Regions from separate parts of the Mus musculus genome. Here regions 2 and 3 are each linked to region 1. A link is a contact called in public HiChIP or PLAC-seq data. All regions are on one chromosome and are shown on one strand. Each heading gives the region's core, a stretch centred on a gene start, on an enhancer-like site or on the middle of the called end of the contact. The rest is flanking DNA. Distances are from core to core; before and after follow the strand shown. Region 1 overlaps Cdhr3 (cadherin-related family member 3). Region 2 overlaps Atxn7l1 (ataxin 7-like 1). Region 3 holds the start of Efcab10 (EF-hand calcium binding domain 10).

Region 1 (3,960 bases), core at 279-2,778:
TCTAACCGGAGGGGGATGTCAGGGAGGGGGGAGGGGAAGGGGAGAAGGAAAAGGATGGGGGGGATACAGGAGGAGGAAAAAAATGCACCCTCTCTGTCCTGATGCCCTCCCTTGCTACAGGCCCATTCAAATTCTATGAGTGAAAGTAACATTTTCTAATTTAAGTTCCTCACCTCTCCTTACCCCCCTACACTGTGAGAGCGTTCCCACAGTGGTGCAGTCTACCACAGTGGACAACCTTTGCTCTGAAACATATCCTCACATAGAAACATGCTTCTTCCTCTTTTGCTTTTTCTTGCCCACCCCTCTCTTTATTTTCTTTTTAGGTATCTTTGACTATCCTGAAACTTCCTCTGAAGCCCAGGCAGGTTCAAACTCACAGAGATCCACCCACCTCTGCTTCCTGAGGGCTAAGGTTAAAGGCGTGTGCCACCACCACAGCTCACATTTTTCTTTCCTGTGAGAAGTCAGTGGCTCTGAGTCCGAGCTCTTACACAGATTCCCATCAGCTAATCCATGGCCCTTCCAAACACATGCCTCAACGTTTTGTTTGTTTGTCTTGTTTTGTTTTTCTGTCTGCCTCACGCTTCTGGGTCAAAGGGTTCCACTGCTATACATCCTAAGGACTTTTGGCTGCAGATTCCAGGTCCCAGATCCTTACCCTGGGAGTTGTGATGGTTGTGGTTGGGTGAGGAATGACTTTAACACTCAGAGTCACTGTCCCTGTTTCAACAAGAGCCTTGGCTTTTGTGCTGCCAGACAGCAAGTTGTCATCAGTAATGTGGACAAGCAGCTGGTAGTCCCAGACGGTATCGAGGCTGCTGTAGTCAAAGCGGGAAGCCAGCAGCAGGCGCGTGATGTTGGAGCCGGCATTGGGAGAGAAGGTGAAATGATTGTTGATGTTGCCTAAAAGAGATTTGACCCATGAATGTTGGTAAAAGAGTAGAAAAGAGGATAAAATAAAGATACAGAAGAAAACTGCATTTGTTTTTATTCCCTTAAATGTCTACACTTTAATTTTTTTATATATGTAGCAGGGTTGGGTCTGTGATACCCTGCAAGTGAGGATATATTGGATAAGAGGCCACAGTGCCCCTATCTTAGAGCCTCCAGGGAGAGAGTTAATTATCCTGGTGTGTGGGCAGCAAGACAGCAGATTGAGCCATACCCCTAACCATGGACCATGCTCGCCTTATGCCTGTGTGGAGCCTGTCTGGCCATCCTGGTGTCAAGGGTCCTGAAGTCCTCTAAAGGAAAGCACCTCCTGATATCACAAGGAGTCAGGTCCAGGTTCTTGTGAATTCACCCCACCTGCTTCCTACACACACGTACACACGCATGCACTCGCGTGCGCGTGCACACACACACACTCACACACACACACACACATGCACACAGCTCTGTTGGGACCCACAACTTGAAGGTGCCCAGGGCAAGAAGAACGCCAGCCCAAGCATGGCTCTTGCTCATCCTCCAGTGTCTCCAGAGTCATTACAGGCTGAAAAATCAGGAAATGGAGCAGATGATGCAATTTTTACTTCCTCAGCAGCGCAAGGCTCGGTAAAGTCCTCGGGACACTCAGTGTGGATTAGCTCCACCCTCAGCAGGCAGCTGAGGTCTCCAGGCGCTGTCTGCCCCTGGGTTTTGTGGCACACCAGGCTCAGAGGTTTCCCACTGCTTTGCCAGGCTCAGCGGGCGGCAGAGGCGGATTTTGAGTCTTTCATGTGGAATTGCTCTGCTTATTGGGGTTTAAATCTCTGGCCCCGGCACTTCATTAGAGGAGCTATTTTGGTCTCATTTCCATTGAGGGGTGCTCTTCCCCCCCTCCTTCCCATGGTGGCATATTTTTAAAGAGAGAGAATGAATGGAGTGGAGAAGTGTTGCTGAGGACATGTTTCAGAACGCATTTAATCTATTTAATCTATTCTTATCCCCAGAGAGGCCTGGGAGTCCCTTCCCCCCACAGCACTTTTCCAGGAAAAGAGGTAGCTGAAGAGAGGAAATAAAAAAATATTATATTCAATATATTCTGGGAATTTGGGGAGAGCATTCTATTAAAAGGATTCATCCTTCCTGGGGCTTTGCAACACCGTGTGGGGGTGAGTCTGGTTGTGGAATATCCGGATAGACTAGATGAGACAGAGAAGCTGACAGCGCTGGGAAGCACAGGGAAGCTTGGATTCTTCATGTAAAATATGCCCTCCCCAGCACTGTGCCCACCGCAGTGTATAATCTAAGACCCGCTGCCTTGTTCCTTCCCGAATGGCCCAGGATTGTTGATACTGAGCCCAGTACCTGAGCCAATGGAGTATCGAAAAGAACTGGGGCTAGAATCAAGGTCAGTGCACGTCAGCTTGAAATTCTGAATGTTTGTGCCAACTTTTAGATCCACTGGGATGGCCATGAAGTAAAAATTTGGAGTACATACTGGCTTTTCATCATTTTCTCCAAGGATGTTCACAGTAACCTAGAACAGCAGGAAGGTGGTTTAGAATATTATTACATGCTAGTCGGTGTGTGTAGAGATAGGGGTGCAGAGGTCAACTTGTGGTTGGACATTCTTTCCTATCACGATGTGGCCCCCAGTGATCAAACTCAAGTTTTCAGGCTTGGCAGCAATCACCTTTATTTGCTGAGCCGTTTCATCAGCCCAAGCCTTAAGAGCTAAAATGCATCGAGCATTCACTGCGTGGGATATGGAATTTGCATGAATTCATTGATTTAACCTCATGTGTTAGAGAGAACATGATAGCTCTTGTCTACAGATGAGAAAAAAGGGAACTCAGAGACAGTAAGTAATTGACAAAGAACCATTCAAATAAATAGTGAGAGGCTGAGCTAAGATTTTAGTGTGGTTTTGTCTTGATTCAAATCCTTTGCTGTTAGCTTCTTTGCTGCGTATATGCATGTGCAGCTCTCTCTCTGTGGGTCCCTGGAGGGTGGGGCCCAGGCAGTATCTGTTATGTTCTGCAGTTGACTGTGCCACGCAGCCTGGCCTCCTGCTTTTGCCACGGTCTCACCTGCAGCCTGGGCTGACAGACCTACACTGAGTCCCCAGCTGGCATGCCACAAGCAGGCATGTAGATCTCTCATTGCTGGGCCTCAGGTCTGGTGAACTGACTGGAACACCGGCCAGCAGAGGACCCCACATTTTCAGTCCTATGTGATCATTTTGGCTCATCATGCTATTTAAAGGCTTATGAATTTTGAGTCATATTCATTCTCCTTTTGAAATGGAGGGATTTCAGCTATTTCTAATACTGGGAGTAAATTGAAATATTCACTCTAGTTAGCTTCCAGACTGGAGTCCATACATTTCTGTCTTTAAAAAAAAGAAACACAGGCACCCTAGCAAACACAGCAATCAATTCCAACTTTCCCTGGATAGGAATATTGAGCCTCCTGAATCTCTGAGCACACCATCCCATTAACTCAACACAGGTCGCCAGAGGAACCGAACTACCCGGCCCTCATTACTCACATGACTTTCCATAGAAATAGGGTCACAGAGATAAATCTTGTCCATACCCTCTCAGAAAATTGGGAGCATGACTAAGGAATGAATTCACCCTCCTCGATGCAAGCCCATTGCTGTCCCTCCCACACAGGCTGCCAGCTAGGTTGCCCCCCACATACCTTTTCCCTTCACTAATGGATCTTTATGGCCATCACATAGCTCTTAGATCACCCTAACAATCATCCCACAGACACACCAGGGACTCACGGGGTGCTTGTGGGAGGCACCAGCACTCCTCGGAAACATGTCTGGTGTGGTATGTGAACTCCACACACTTGTGTGCTGAGAATCTGCATTCAACAAGAGCCTCAACATGGACCTCTGAGAAGCAGTGGCTCGGCAGGCAACTGTGATAGTTTGGATGTGGGTAAGACTTGTACCCAATGTGGTACTGCTGTGTAGTGCCAGGTACTATGGGAGGTGCAGGCTTGTGGGAGGTCCAC
Region 2 (3,982 bases), core at 317-2,816, 300 kb after region 1:
TTTGAGTTTACACCAGCAAATGCTGACAGTTTCTGGCCTAGGAACTCTCTTCAGTTTGCTGCCGTCAAGGCCCTTACAGACACCTCACATTTCTAGAGACCTGGCACCCTTCCTAATCACCCCCTCTTCACCATTAAACATTGCCACCCTTCATGCCCAGAGAGCTGTGGGAATATCTGCTCTGCAGGACTCAGGTGTCTGCTGGTGCCTACCAGAGACAGCACTGAGCTTCAGAAGCCCGGGGCTCCCTGAAAGGTTGCCACACATTCCCGTACTGTGCAGGTGTGGTTAAGCATTTTGAGTAATTCCCAAAGAGATGAAGAGGCTGGAGGCATCAGAAGGACAGTTAGCAGTCACTTCCCTGGAAGCAATCAACACTCAGGCAGTGAGGAGGAAGTGGAGAAAGCTCTCCTTCCCTCAGTCATCCTTCATCTCCCAAGCCAGTGTGTCCTGTCTGATCCTCCTGTGGAGCGTCTGGACCGGGGCTACAGGCAAAGTGAGGTGTAAGGTTAGCAGCCTGTGTTCCTTGTGCCTTCAAGTTCAGCCCCACAGAGGAGTACAGCCACGCTTTTTCCTGCCCCTGCCGGAGGCACTGCCAATTCCAGGTCAGGGAAATGACTTATCTATGAGGCTGCGTGGAAAGCCTTCACCAAGGGCTTCGTAAAGCATAGGAAAGGCCACCCTGACAAGTCAGTGAACATGCTCCCACTTAAATGGATAAACCAGGAAGGCAGAGGTGGGGCTGGGGACATGAATGGATTTCTCCAGGCAGCCGTCAAAGAAAGCAGGCATCCTTAGGACTCCAGTGGCGCTTTCTGCTCTGCAGCCACTATGCCCAGAGCACCAAGGACCTGTGGGACTATTTTAAATAAAATAAAGTATTTGCAAACTGCATGGTCCTACTGTCCTGCCCTCTGCTCTCACCCTGTCCCCTATGCCGCCCTGAATCAGACTCAGAAAGTCTGGGTTCAGAGTGCAGCATTGATTTCCCCGAGTGGTTCTCGAAACATTTTAGCAGCTGGTTGGGGGAAGAGAAAAAGAAGAAGAAGAAAAAAAAAATCGCCTGACAACGTCACACTTGTTGGTGGATATGTGCATTTAAAAAAAAAATGTAGTCTTAATGCCAAATCCTATTTAGTCTCCTTTTTTTTCTTACATTTTTGTTTGTTTCTTAAACCAGAGAGAGAATTTGACCCAAATAAACACTGTGGAGTATTGGATCCCGAGACAAAGAAACCTTGCACAAGATCCCTCACCTGCAAGGTATTTCTCTTTCCATAAAAAAATACTTCCTGCTCTTGCTGGGGCCTTTGTCGAAATGTTTGCATGCCACTCTCTGCACACGGCAGGGTGTGGAACCTCGACATGACCTCCAGCTGTTCTTTGTAAGGGAAATGGCTTTCTTCTCTGTCCACGGTAGCATAGTGCCTGCCTCAATCTGTCTGGCTTTTTAAGGGGAAGAGAGAGAGAGGGAAAAAAAAACACCCTAGGCTTCCCGTGTTACTTGGGAGGCCAGACAGTAAATTGTATTTATAGGCACTCACAGGCGGTTCTAAAGCCTGCTACGTTTTAATGTATGCAGGAGCGGCGGCGGCGGCGGCAGCGCCCAGAAAGGCAGCCCGGAGGGGAGGATGAGATACTGCGCTCTGATCTAGCTACTCGGGGTGACCAGGGGACAGGCGGACCCCAGGCCACCGCTACGGGGTAGCCTCAAGCCCCAGGTTTCCTCCTGTCCTTCTAGTGCCTCTTTGGACCCAGGCTCTGCCCTCTCTGCCTGGTGGCCCTGAATGCATGGGCCAACTGGAGCCTCCTACCCACATCTGGATTGACTTTAGCTTTCCCTCGCGGGTGACTTTCATCCGAGGCTGTCCTGGGTTCTGCACAGAAGCTATCTCATGCCATTTGTCTGGAGGAAGCCTTGGCTTCTTGACACCTGGAGTGTAGGGCATGGTTGCATTCGAGCGGTCTCTGCCTCTTCCCAGCCTCAGAACAGGAGCTGTTGTCTTGAAGTTGACTTTTTCAAGCACCTTTAAATGCCTATGGTTGCAATTTCGGAAATGCAGGCCGTGGGGAAGCAGGTGTATGTGCTGATCAAAGAGGCTGTGCTGCTCATGTCTCTTCTCCTTAGACACACTCGCTGAGCCATCGGAGAGCAGTCCCAGGCCGGAAAAAGCAATTTGACCTCCTCCTGGCGGAGCACAAAGCCAAGTCCCGGGAGAAAGAAGTGAAAGAGCACCTTCTGACTTCCGCTAGGGAGATACTTCCGAACCCTCCTGGACCCTCGCCTGATGCTCCGCAAGCATCTTCCGGGAGCACGGTGGCAGAGCCGAAAGTAGCATCCCCACCAAAATCCAGGCCACTCAACTCTGTACTTCCCAGGTAAGTCGGCATGGGCCTCGAAGCAGCCCCAGCCCCCCTCAGTCCAGGCCCTCTTCCTTGCCAGCTGTTTTGTGTGTGGCCTGCCGGTTCTTTGAGGAGATATTTTACCCCAACCTTCTAAGGCTCTGTGAAGTTTAAATACGATCCTGCGCCTAAGGGGCTCAGCCCCGATGCCTGCCACATGGTGTAGTCGTCAGCCTTCCTAGCAGACCTTTTTATCAGACTGTGTGTTTTTACAGAGCCAGAGTGGGCTGGAAATAAACGCTGGAAGATTGGCACTTCAACCACCAGGCGACTTCCAGGCTGCCTGCGTTTTATGTTATTTGGAGACTCCTGGGGCAGAAAGGGAAAGCCTGGGTAGATAAGTAGTTAGAATATCTTATAAGCTCCCGGGGACCTCTTGTCACTTGTCACATGGTCTTATGACTTATTTCCACCACTTCCCTATGGTCAGGATGAAGGGCACGCTGGTGCTGTTGACGGCAACCCACCTGTTTGGGGTTTTATTTGGTTGCACTGAATGCGAAGGAAAAAAACCACGAAACAGAATTACAATCCATTTGGATTAAAAAAAAAAAAAACACTTTAAGATCTGTGAATGTTTGTTTTGGTGGGCAGGAGACCAATTTCCAGGTAACAGGAGTTGAACAAACCATACGCATACCAAAGTGTTATGAAGGGCTTGCTCCAGATGCAAGGCGCTGTCAGGCAAGGGCAGAGGAAAAAATGCAACCGGCCTCTGCTTTCCAAAAATCTAGAGTTCGGAAACCAGAGAAGATTCAAATGTCCATACTCGGCATATTAAGGAGATAATAAAATCCAGCAAGTATAAATATTGGTATTATCTGATTTTTTTTTTTAATGCATGGATGGGTCCCAGAGGGTCATTGTTCAACCAGCAAACCAGCTTTGAGAGACTATCTATAGAAAAGAGCAGGGAGTTGTTGGCTTTTAAAGCAAAAGTCTGTTTGGTAGCAGTTGCTCATGATCCTCTACCTGTTGCAGTTTGAGGCAAAGTGGTTCCAGTCCCACAGCAGAATCCAGCTGTGGTTAGAGTCAAGTTCAGCCTCAGGCGCTCAGGAGCAGAGAGCCATACCTGTTAGTATAAGGTCCTGGGATAACGGCCACCGTCACACCTTTCCATCCCTGTAGGCACGTGTGCTGTTGCAACCCACCTTTCCATCGCTGGACACATGTGTGTTGTTGCAACCCCCTTTTTTGCAAGAGCATTTTATAATTACTTCTCACTGTCATGCCAGCTATTGGCCAAAGGTGCCACCCTTGTTTTAGAGTCGAGAAGACAATTCCATTCCAAACTTCTGGACTTCAGTATTAATAGGCAGTAGCCCCCCATTCTCCAAGACCCTTTTTAGATGCTTGAAATTCAGGTAAAACCAGCCCTTGTATATACTGTGTTTTCTCCTATACGTTTTCCTATGATAAAATTTAATTTATAAATTGGGGCACAGTAACTAATAATAAAATAGAACAATTGTAAAAATACATTGTAACAAAATTATCGGCCTTACTTATCTTGCACTTTGGGACCATAATTATATAAAACAAAAGTTACTAAATTTCACATACTGCTATACTGTTGCAG
Region 3 (3,755 bases), core at 829-3,328, 350 kb after region 1:
TTTGTTCCTAGTTTATCAATTTCCTTTCTCTGAACAAAACCTGTTCAGTTAGCCCCTGAGATTCTTGAAATGCTTCCCCATGCTAATGAGGTATGCCAGGTACCCTAAGTCCCCAGCCCGTGACCTTTGCCCATCCTGGATGCCCTTACCCTCAGTCCCCAAAAACCTTATAAGCCTTCATTCACCATAAGCAAAGTTGATCTGTCTACTGACCAGCAGTCCCTGTGTGGGCATTCACTGTCGTGCTCACAGGGCTTCTCAACCCCCTGCTCAGTGTTTCTGCTCCTATTGACCTTGAGCATTGAGTCAGCTGATGATCCATGAGAATGAGGAGACCCACATGGCTTGTAGTCCCCTGCGTTCCCAGGACTCAGGGAGGACTAGAAGAGGACCAAGCCATTCAGTGGGTTAGCACCGCACTCTACAGGGCTCTGGGGCTCAGCCTGGCTAAGCTGGAGGAGAGACTGATACCAGGACTTTTGTAGATACCAGAAGGTAAAGATAAAAACTGAGTTCTCTCTCTCTCTCTCTCTCTCTCTCTCTCTCTCTCTCTCTCCCTCCTCCTCCTCCCCCTCCCTCTCCCCCTCTCCCCCTTCCCCTCCCCACCCCAACCTCATGTGTGTGTGTTCCAGAGGAAAGGGGTGGGGAATGGGGTTGCCAAAGCCAAGAGGGTCTAGAGGAGCTGTGCGATTACAGGTAGTTCTAAGGAAAGACAGGAAAGGAGGGCAGGAAGGGGCGCAATAGCCTGGTTGGGCCTAAGGAAATGTCAGGTGAAGAGGGCCACCAGGTAGTCTTAAAGACACTTACTGTCTAAGCCCAGCCTTGAGCCTATTGCATGTAACGAACTGCACTGTTTTTGCTGTATATGCAAATTTTTCTTGTATAGACATATAATGGCTTAATTACAGAAAACAAATACTTTTAATATTTTCCCACTGTCATTCATCAGCATGCATGAAATCTGTGTATTAGACTGTATTCAAAGGATTAATTTGTTCATTAATTTATTTTACTGAACTGCCTCTGCCCTCCCTCCTCATCCTGGGATTACAGGTGTTCATATTTATATCCTGCTATAATTTATGAGTTAATGTTTTGTTTGAGGTTGCCGGGATTAAATCTAGAGCCTCCCTCACACTGAACTCATCTATGCCCCTCTGGCCATTTTAAATAGGGTCTTTTTTTTCTTGTTCATTTAGATTTTGGGAGTATTGTTATGGCAAAGCGGGAGATCTAACCTCCAGTCTGGATATTCTAGTCAAGTGCTATACCATTGAGCTATGACCTAGTCGCAGATGTTTGGTTTGTTGCCGTGAATGGCATAAGAAGAATAAAATAAAATCATTAAAGTATGTTTTTGACTTGGGGAAAAGATAATTTCCAAGAATTACTGGCCTGTCCCTAAATATACATCAGCCAATTTGTATTATGTATTTCTGTTATGTAGCGTTTTTGGCCTTGACAATTATAAACTCAAAATACCAGCCAACTTTGAAAAAACGTTGAAGATGCTCTGTGCTTTGCAGTATCAAGTATTCAGCTGGCGTTTAATTCCTTAAAATAAGCAAGCACCTACGTGCACATTGGTACACAAATTTGCTTTTATTGTTAATGATGTTTACAAAGCAAAACGTTTTGCTTTGATTTAGTTTGTTTTGGTTTTCTGAGACAGGGCTATATATCCCAGGATGTTCTTCACTTCTGTTTGTAGCCAAGGATGCCATTGAACCCTTAATCTTCCACCCCCAAGTGCTGGTACTATAGACAGGCATGCATCATTGCACCTGACTTCAAAGAACTTTCTTTAAATTATATATCTATTTTATACAGGGTTGCACAGGAAATGTGTTAAAAGAGTTGAAAGTGGAGAATCATTACCGAGTGTAGTTCAGCAGAAAACACCCAAGCTCAATATCCATACCTGAGACCTCCTGCCAGGGCAACCCTGAGGGCTGCTCACCCAGAAAATGCTATTTAGGATTCTTAGAACTGCTAACGTTCTTTTCTCATTGATAAATCCTAGGTTCCCATCATTAAAACCTCATTCTGGAACAAACAAGTACAGGAAGCAGGAACCCGGACCAAACAAGCTCAGCCTCTGTGTTGGCAACTGCATCACAAGCTGGTGTCACAGACTGCCCGCCACACCCCTGCTTCTTCCTCAGGGGTGTGGAAGGGGGTTGTCCTGGTACCTGGGAGGGAAGAGGAGTGGGGCTGGGGAAGGTGAGGTGTTTCACGTGAATGAGCACGAAAGGGGCGGAGTTGGGCCCCCTGGAGGCTGCCTGGTCGCCTAGCAACGGCTCAGCTAGGAAACATGGAGCCTGTGGCTGACCGGGAGCTTCAGGCCAAGCTGTATTTAGAAAGACATCGGATCATGGAATTGCTGAATCAACTTACTAGCTTCCTCCTCTTTGCCCGACCAAGTAAGGGTCTTGTCTCCATTGGCTTTCTGACTCTCTCTCCCCCATCAAAGGGTCACCAGCACGCCGCTTCCCTCCCTATAGCCAGCCCTCTTCACTCGCTCCATTCCCTGCTTCCCCACGAGTGGAGGAGCCCTGCCGGAGTTCGAAGGCTCTATGAGCCCCTCACCCTCCACGCATATCCCCAGCTCTGAGTCAAACGTGATAAATGTCCTCTTGGTGCCGCAAGGAATGGTAGGGAGGCTGGCAGAGTCTGCGAGTGGCAGAGTCTGGGGACTGCCTAGCTCCAGGTCCACCCCTTATAGTTATGAGTGCTTGAAGCAAGGCTGAATGTCTGTCTCTTCCATGGGAAAATGGAGATAATAGTACAGATCTAATGGGGACAGAGCGAACACCGGGGACGGGGGGCGGGAGGGGGGTTCACATAAATTATAGCTATATCAGCCTTGGCCAGGCAAGCAATAGATCTTTTCAATTCAATTCTAAGGAGTCTCTGATTTATTAAGGGAGATAAACAATGGTTAGTGTGAGCTGCCAGGATCCTCCTGGGGAGCTAGGGTTTTTTCCTGGCATTTTTATAGATTAGACTCCTTCAAAGTTTGGGTTATTCCATAATTGTTATTGGTGCATGGTAAGACGTTACATTTGAGATGATGACAAGATTGCATCCTCCCAGGGTGAATTGAGCCTGCCGGCCTTCATGATAAGTCTCCAAAATTACAAAATGTTCATTTACTTCTCTGGAAAGGAAGCAGAAATACCATTCCAACGCAGAAAAACAAAACAAACAAAAAACCAAACCAAACAACAATAACAACAACAACAACAACAAAACCCGAAAAACAGTATAACCACTTAGGGGATGAGAAAAATATTTTGAAATATTTTATTGTATTTTTTAAAATGTATTCATTTAAACGTGTATAGGTGTTTTGCCTGCATATCTGGCTGTGTATCATGGGCGTGCCTGCATGCCTGTGTGCCTGGTCCCTGAAGCGGTTAGAAGATAAGTGTCACATCCCCTGAACTAGAGCTGCCCATGGTCTGAGGCACAATATGAGTGCTGGGACCTGAATCAGATCCTTGCTCTTAACTGCTAACCATTACATTTTTTTAAAAAGATGTATTTATTTATTTATTATATGTAAGTACACTGTAGCTGTCTTGAGACACTCCAGAAGAGGGAGTCAGATCTTGTTACAGATGGTTGTGAGCCACCATGTGGTTGCTGGGATTTGAACTCCGGACCTTCAGAAGAGCAGTCGGGTGCTCTTACCCACTAAGCCATCTCACCAGCCTACCATTAAATTTAAAACACAAATTTAGCACATCTAA

Evidence for each region. HiChIP or PLAC-seq counts read pairs in DNA pulled down with a chosen protein or histone mark.
Region 2: a contact with region 1 is called in an H3K4me3 HiChIP or PLAC-seq map of forebrain, with 4 times the contacts expected there. The contact joins two enhancer-like sites. A contact is called at or near these places in 5 of 39 promoter capture datasets (cranial neural crest, embryonic stem cells, frontonasal cranial neural crest and 2 more), 38 of 484 Hi-C or Micro-C datasets (the 63-12 cell line, the AML12 cell line, B cells and 28 more), 13 of 115 datasets of contacts at active chromatin or transcription factors (astrocytes, bone marrow-derived macrophages, craniofacial prominence and 8 more) and 4 of 9 other capture datasets (adipose tissue, embryonic stem cells, embryonic trunk and 1 more).
Region 3: a contact with region 1 is called in an H3K4me3 HiChIP or PLAC-seq map of forebrain, with 4 times the contacts expected there. The contact joins the promoter of Efcab10 here to the enhancer-like site in region 1. A contact is called at or near these places in 12 of 39 promoter capture datasets (the 3T3-L1 cell line, 3T3-L1-derived adipocytes, the C10 cell line and 8 more), 4 of 15 datasets of contacts at CTCF or cohesin (CD8 T cells, the NIH/3T3 cell line, large pre-B cells and 1 more), 10 of 484 Hi-C or Micro-C datasets (B cells, the G1E-ER4 cell line, MC3T3-E1-derived osteoblasts and 7 more), 8 of 115 datasets of contacts at active chromatin or transcription factors (the NIH/3T3 cell line, astrocytes, embryonic basal ganglia and 5 more) and 2 of 9 other capture datasets (embryonic stem cells and macrophages).

The regions. Positions count from the first base shown.
Region 1 is chr12:33,044,338-33,048,297 of GRCm38.p6, forward strand. Cdhr3 (cadherin-related family member 3) reads right to left here. Exons shown (of 20, transcript NM_001024478.1): 13 at 2,296-2,467; 14 at 662-906. Gm40874 (a long non-coding RNA gene) reads left to right here. Exons shown (of 4, transcript XR_872668.3): 4 at 327-947. Among named protein-coding and RNA genes, the nearest start is that of Cdhr3, 47 kb to the right of the region's middle. Within about 2 kb of position 1,529, at least 65 of the 459 cell types and tissues checked have an H3K27ac peak or open chromatin away from gene starts, as enhancers often do. A contact at or near this core is called in cerebral cortex, cortical neurons, forebrain and 1 more, where this site is marked.
Region 2 is chr12:33,343,710-33,347,691 of GRCm38.p6, forward strand. It overlaps Atxn7l1 (ataxin 7-like 1), which reads left to right. Exons shown (of 11, transcript NM_001374022.1): 6 at 1,181-1,263; 7 at 2,129-2,379. Among named protein-coding and RNA genes, the nearest start is that of Atxn7l1os2, 49 kb to the right of the region's middle. Within about 2 kb of position 1,567, at least 57 of the 459 cell types and tissues checked have an H3K27ac peak or open chromatin away from gene starts, as enhancers often do. A contact at or near this core is called in cerebral cortex, cortical neurons and forebrain, where this site is marked.
Region 3 is chr12:33,392,776-33,396,530 of GRCm38.p6, forward strand. It overlaps Efcab10 (EF-hand calcium binding domain 10), which reads left to right and starts at 2,079. Exons shown (of 4, transcript NM_029152.1): 1 at 2,079-2,423. The coding sequence starts at 2,315. It overlaps Atxn7l1os2 (ataxin 7-like 1, opposite strand 2), which reads right to left and starts at 1,985. Exons shown (of 4, transcript NR_131031.1): 1 at 1,922-1,985.